Linked DNA regions of Gossypium hirsutum: region 2 is linked to region 1. A link is a contact called in public Hi-C data. All regions are on one chromosome and are shown on one strand. The core of a region is the stretch at or near the end of the contact, and the rest is flanking DNA. Distances in the headings are between cores, read along the strand shown. Region 1 holds the start of LOC107955713 (putative Myb family transcription factor At1g14600). Region 2 holds the start of LOC107955708 (E3 ubiquitin protein ligase RIE1).

Region 1 (3,198 bases), core at 421-2,920:
TTATCTAAAATTTGAAAAGTCAACCCATCGGATATTGTTCTTGGTCGGGATTTTGTCTCAAATCTTGGTATGTTCATTGGGTGAGAGTGACCCAAAGTGTTTGGATAAATGAAACCATAGAAAACTGAAAAGTTGGCCTAAGAGCTATAACATCTAGGGCCATTAATGCTAAAGTTAAGCTGCTGACCTTTTAGGAGGGAATCGATTATTGTAGATCAAATGAGAACATGATTCTTCAATGGGTACAACACATCCATCAAAGCCATGGTTATCATCAAAAGATTGTCTTCTTTCATGGGTTGAGCTCGTAACTGTCATTGCAAAAAAGAGAAAAAAAGAGCCAAAAAATCAAACACAAAAAAGTCAACAAAAACTTTGTTAGGTAGAGGAGACCAATTTTTCTAATGTAAATGAAAGAAAAAATGAGTTTATGATAATATGCATGCATATATCTTGGGATTTTCGTCGTTTGGTTTGATTCGGACAAGTGAGTCATGGGTTTTCATCAAAGATGCCAAATGTAGAAGATTTGCAATTAAACAAGTTATTAATAATAAATGAAGAAACTCTGAGAGAGAGAAGATAATAAATGAAGTTAAACACATGGTTTTTAACTCCAAAATACAAAATATTCCGGCAAAATATCATAGAAATTCTGGGTTTAATTTAAAGGAAAAAAAAAAAGAAGCATTTAAAAGGAGATACCCTGTCTGCCATAATCACTTCTCATGCTTCGATACATCTGGTTAGAAAGGAAAGAAAAAACAAACCATATGAACAACAAAGATCAAAGGACAAACAATTTCAAAGAAACAAATTAGGAGTTGAAAAGCTAAGGAAATAGACCTGAAGATGGCTCTTGACATGTGAAATGGTGAGTCCTTTCACATCCATCAACTGAAGAACAAGCTTTGGCGTAGCTTCTACCATGAATGAAATAAAAAAACCCATTGTTAAATAGCATTTTCGTCTCTCTCATAATCTTAAAAGTAATATTAAAAAAAAGAGGAATAACTTACTGTGTTGGCCACCAAGTCTGTCAATGGCATGAAGAAAACAGTGATGAAGTTGAGGAGTCCATCTTAAACGAGGCACCTTTGATCTTATATATTGCCTCACTGCACCATTATGCCTCCCACAACGACCCATCAATCTTTTAAAACAGTCCAATTCCCTTAACACGATCGATCAATCTTATCTGGTTTTCTATCTGCTGTTTCTTAGCAACTAGTTCTTTCAGTCTTGTTGAAGTTTTTGTCTAGGTTACAAAGCAAAATCAATGGTCAATGGCCAAAAGAGAAGAAGAAGAAATTTACAAGAAGAGTAAAAGAGGAAAGATCACGAGAAAAGGAAAAGATGAAGCTGAAAATTCCCTACTAATCCCTGCAACTTACTGCAGATTATAAACTCTGAACATTTTTACTGCTGATAAAAATCAAAACCCAAATTTGTTTTTAAAACAAAAATTAAGAAAAGAATGAAAATTCCATCACGAGATTTCTGATCTGCCCTTCCCTTAAACCATTACCCCCTCTCTCTCTTCAACTGTCTTACTTTGACCTTTGCTCACTTTCTCTGAATATCCAGAGAATTATCAGCTATGTTTTCTCATACAAATATATTAATCTATGTACGGCCAGGCCAACGTCGTCATGATCACAAAAAGCCCCATAAATATATAATATCATGTGATGTGAGTTTATGTGATTTTATATATTTTTTAATCTATTAAATAATATATTTTAAATTTTAAAAATATATTTGTGCTAATTAAATATGGGTTATTTTAATTTATATTAAAATTGAATTGATATTGAAAAAATAATTGAGAGAATAAAATATCACTTTAAAAATAATAAAAATAATAAATTGAATTAATACATAAAATTATTAAAATAATATATAAATTGGAAACTATATAAGAACCAAAATATTTACACAAAATCAATGATCATATTTAGTAATAACTATTAAAATGAATTGTTGACTTTTAATTTTCTTTTCAAAACAAATTCACAAAACTTATTTTTCATTTGAAATAAACTAGACCTAATCATAAGTCGAGTTTGGGTTTAAGCAATAAAATTTTAGGCTCATTTTCTAGGTTCAGGCCCATCTCAAAAAAATAGGTCTGATTTTTTTCCAAACCCGGCTCAGATATAAATGCTAAACCTGAGCTTGGTCTAGTCTACTCGTATTGAAAACTTTTTATATTATTTTTATATAAAAATAAATTTTTTAAAAAATATAATACATCAAATACATTAAAAACATTAAAATAAATATGTTTCCCAACAAATTGAAAATATATTTAAAAAAAGTCTTTATATTTAAATAAAGCTAAGATAGTTACAACCTTACAAAGAAATGGCTCGAAAATAATAGAAAATTTAATCATAAAAGAAGAATTATACAATTTTCAAACAACAACAATAAAATGTAGTAATATAATAGGAGAATGGCAGCAAAATAACATCAAAATGGTAGCAAACAACAACAAAATAGTAACAAATAATAGCAAAACAAAAGTGAAAAATATTTTAGGCAAATTTAGGTGGGCCCGGGACAACAAAACTTACCCGAGGTCCAACTCATTTCCTAAATGGGCCTTATTTTTTGTCCAAGTCCACTTTTCGGGCAAGCTTTCGGGCCTAGGCGGGTAGCCCGACCCGTGATCAAGTCTAGACCAAACAAATATATTCTATCTCTCTCCGATGCCATTGTTATTCGAATATGGTTTCATATTGCCTCTTCGAAAAACCATTACTTTATTCGAAAAACCATTACTTTAACCATTCTTTTCAATATAATTCTAATTTATTATTGCTAACAACCTCTATTTTTTACTAATATTTTTTCTTAGATGTTATTTGATTGAATATACTTAACTACGAATGTTATTTGTAAAGCTAAAATTAAATTTTAATTGGCATATAACTCTAATACTATTTAACTGATATTTAAGATGCTTAAGGTTCTACTCAATTAATAACTCTATTTTGCATAAATAAAATTAGCACAATTTTAAAAAAAATAAAAAAAGTCAGTTTTATAATAATTTCAAAATTAAATTATAATTATTTTAACTAATAACTATAAATTAATTTATAGTTATAATTATCAAAATAATTTCATATATTTTATACTTAGAGTTCTATTCCTAATAATTCTATTTTAGAATTAGCAAAACTTTATTTA
Region 2 (3,198 bases), core at 326-2,825, 180 kb before region 1:
TGGATGCTTTAAGAAAATCGAAGAATTGAAACAACATAGATTTCAAACTAATACCAGAACAATGCAAATCTATGATAAAGTTGTAACTTACAGCATCCTCTGGTAAGAGTAAGTGCTCATTTGCCAAATATCCACCGCTCATTTCTACAGGAACCATTTTCCCTCCCCCCACACATGGCTTTTCGCCGTTATTTACAATCTGAAATCGATATTTCATCAGGACACTCAGATCTGCTTCCACTGCACCTTCCTAATCAATAGCACAAGAAATAAAATCTATGATTTAGCTATTAACGATTTATTCAATGTGTGTGTGTCTGTGTGAGTGCGTTTTTAAGTACCTGTTTGGCAACAGCATAAAGAATTGCGACGATGCAGGGTAAGCAGCAGCAGAGAGCGATCCCGATCAAACATGCTAAAACAACACAAATGACTGCAAAGAACACATCGAATGCCAGAAAAACCACAACCAACCTGCACATATATCACACAATTAAATATCCTAAAGTCTTTCTCTCCAATTCTTCATTTCTCTCAAAGTACCAAATACGGAGAAATAAATTGCTTAGTGGAAGAACAGGCTGGTAAAAAGACATACCAGTATAAACGTGGAGCATTTTGCAGAAGGATATCACCACCAGAAACAACCCAATAGAAGCCTACTATACACCAAAGAAACGATACCATTGTGTTCAAGGATTCACATCGTTTAGCTACACTGTCAATTCATTAGCAAATCCGTGTGAGAATAATATAGTTTAATCACCCTAAATTTCAATTTCTAGACATAAGATAGCTCCAATGTAAAGAAAATGCAACGCTTTCATGAAAATAAATTTAAAAAAAAAAACTGACCTAGATTGATTTGAACCAAAAAGACTCATTTCAATTCCGTCTTCTTCATCTTCACTATCATTAACATGTTCGGCAGCAGCGTCTCCTCTCTCCTCATCGACGGCAGATGTTGCTCTTGTGTTGCTCCACCTATACTCCCACCACACAAAAACAACATGCAGCATGCACAGCAAAGCGTAGCAGCAAACCCACAGCCTAATAGGAGTATTCGGTTTCTCATTCATCGTAGACGGTAACATCACCACCGACAACGCCACGAACGCCGCGTTCCACATCATGTCCAGCGCCACGACCGACTTCGAGTACTCGCAGTCCACTCTCTGCTCCTCCTGCTCACGAGCCGCCGTCTCCCTCGCGAGCACCGGCCCTCCACGCCGCCGACCCGGCATTGCAAGCTGAGCGGTGGAAGCAGGATCCGAGTGGCGGGGGCTTAGGAGTGGAGCGTGAGGATCAGACGGGGCGGCGGCGGGAGTTGCTGGTGTTTCCGTTGAGTACGTGGAAGACATGTGGGAATTTGATTTCGAGGATTCTAAATTCTGCCGGGGTTGAAAGAAGGGGAAAGTAATGGAAAATCATTTATAGAAATGGAAAGGGAATGTTTGAATGAAAGAGGTGACTGCTTAGAAAGAGATTCTGTTTGGTTTGGTTTTCGATGGTTGAAACTTGAAAGAGGGTATTACTGTCAGTTCGGTTTCTGTTCTTTTTGGTATTCTTTTCTAATCCCAATTGTTTTTAATACAAATTTTTTTATAACCGTATAACCATTTTGGATTGCAATCACAATATTACAATCCTTCAGCTGTAACAGTAAATTAGATTCAATGTTCAAAAAGTTTGTTTGGATAAGTACCGCGAATTCAGCTGTCTGAACTAATTCCTTTTTTTTTTTTTTTTTTTCTAAAAGATCAATTTTGAATCTCGTGCTTGAATTTAAATTCAATTATTTTATCCTTAACACAAATTTAAAACTATCCATATTATATCATTATTAAAATTATTTAATTTAACTCTTAAATGATATATCAAATCTTATATGGTATAATTTAAAATAAAAACTTTAGATCAAAATAAAATGTTACTTCGTGACTTTTAACAATAAAAAACTAAAACTAAAAATAAAAAGAGAGACATATAGAGCAATATAGCTTTTGTAGGAATTATGAAAATCTCAAGACCTTGATTTTTACAATATTCAATTTTCTTTGAACTTTTCATTTTAAATTATTCTGTGTAAGATTTGACATCTTATTTAACTTAAATTAATTATTTTGGTAATTGAAGGTCTTTATTGATATTATCTCGATAGTTTAGTGATATAATTAGAATATTCTAGAATTTGGAGATCAATTTAGAATGAAGGTTATAGTTTACGGATGTATGGTACAATTAACTCATATAACATATATATAAATTAATATGAGAGCAACTTTGGTAAAAGTAATATAGAGGACATTGTTTTAGGAGTTGGGTTTAATTTTGTCTCTTCTACTGAAAAAATGAGTAAATTAATCCTTAGATCAAAGAGCAAATTGGTTATTTTGTTAAAATTTTTATCTATTTCCATTGTTAAAATTTAGTTTCTATGGTCAACATGATGGCACACCGTATATAAATGTTTAGTTATTCTGTCAATTATGTCAATTTTTAACTATAAAAATGAATAAAATTTTAATAGAAATAACTATTTTATTCTCTAATCTAATATATAGAGACTAATTTACATATTTTTTAATAAAAAGAATAAAAACAATTTAGTATAAATATCCATCATTCATTTAGCAAACAATTTTAAAAAAGATATTGCAGCTGACCTACTAAAGTGTAGACAAAAAATGACTAAATCTTTTAGACCACAATCTAATCAATACTTCTAATATTATACAGGATGATCTAAATATGTAATTTTGAAAAAAAAAGAAAATATCTAAATATGTAATAAGATAGCCTCCCATCACTTAATATATATACAATTTTTTAAATGTATTTTAAAATTTTGGACGTGTTTGAATTTAATAAAAACTAAAACATTATAAATTCAAGCATAATTCAAAATTTATTATAGTATATCTTTCTTTCTTTCTTTCTTTCTTTTTATTTTTGGGCATATTTAAACACTACATGGTTCTAGAATAAAATTGTAATTATTATCAACATAATTATATCTCTAATTATAAAAAAATTTAGATGTGTTTTTAATAGTGCCGATAATAATTATACAACTACATAATTTTAAATTTTAAAAATTATAATTTTAGAGATAAAACTTTAAATAAAAATTTTAAAATTAAACCATCGTATGTAATATGCTAGACCAAAAAAATTTGACAATATAATAGAATTTTA

The links. Hi-C and Micro-C count contacts between places; a contact is called where the count stands out from the background.
Region 2: a contact with region 1 is called in a Hi-C map of leaf, with 1.7 times the contacts expected there. The contact joins the promoter of LOC107955708 here to the promoter of LOC107955713 in region 1. A contact is called at or near these places in 3 of 34 Hi-C or Micro-C datasets (anther and leaf).

Annotation. Positions count from the first base shown.
Region 1 is chrA05:47,746,902-47,750,099 of Gossypium_hirsutum_v2.1, reverse strand. LOC107955713 (putative Myb family transcription factor At1g14600) reads right to left here and starts at 1,670. Exons shown (of 7, transcript XM_016891513.2): 1 at 1,395-1,670; 2 at 1,020-1,258; 3 at 847-923; 4 at 706-742; 5 at 188-311. The coding sequence starts at 1,149.
Region 2 is chrA05:47,926,016-47,929,213 of Gossypium_hirsutum_v2.1, reverse strand. LOC107955708 (E3 ubiquitin protein ligase RIE1) reads right to left here and starts at 1,575. Exons shown (of 5, transcript XM_016891506.2): 1 at 856-1,575; 2 at 599-718; 3 at 342-474; 4 at 92-250. The coding sequence starts at 1,361.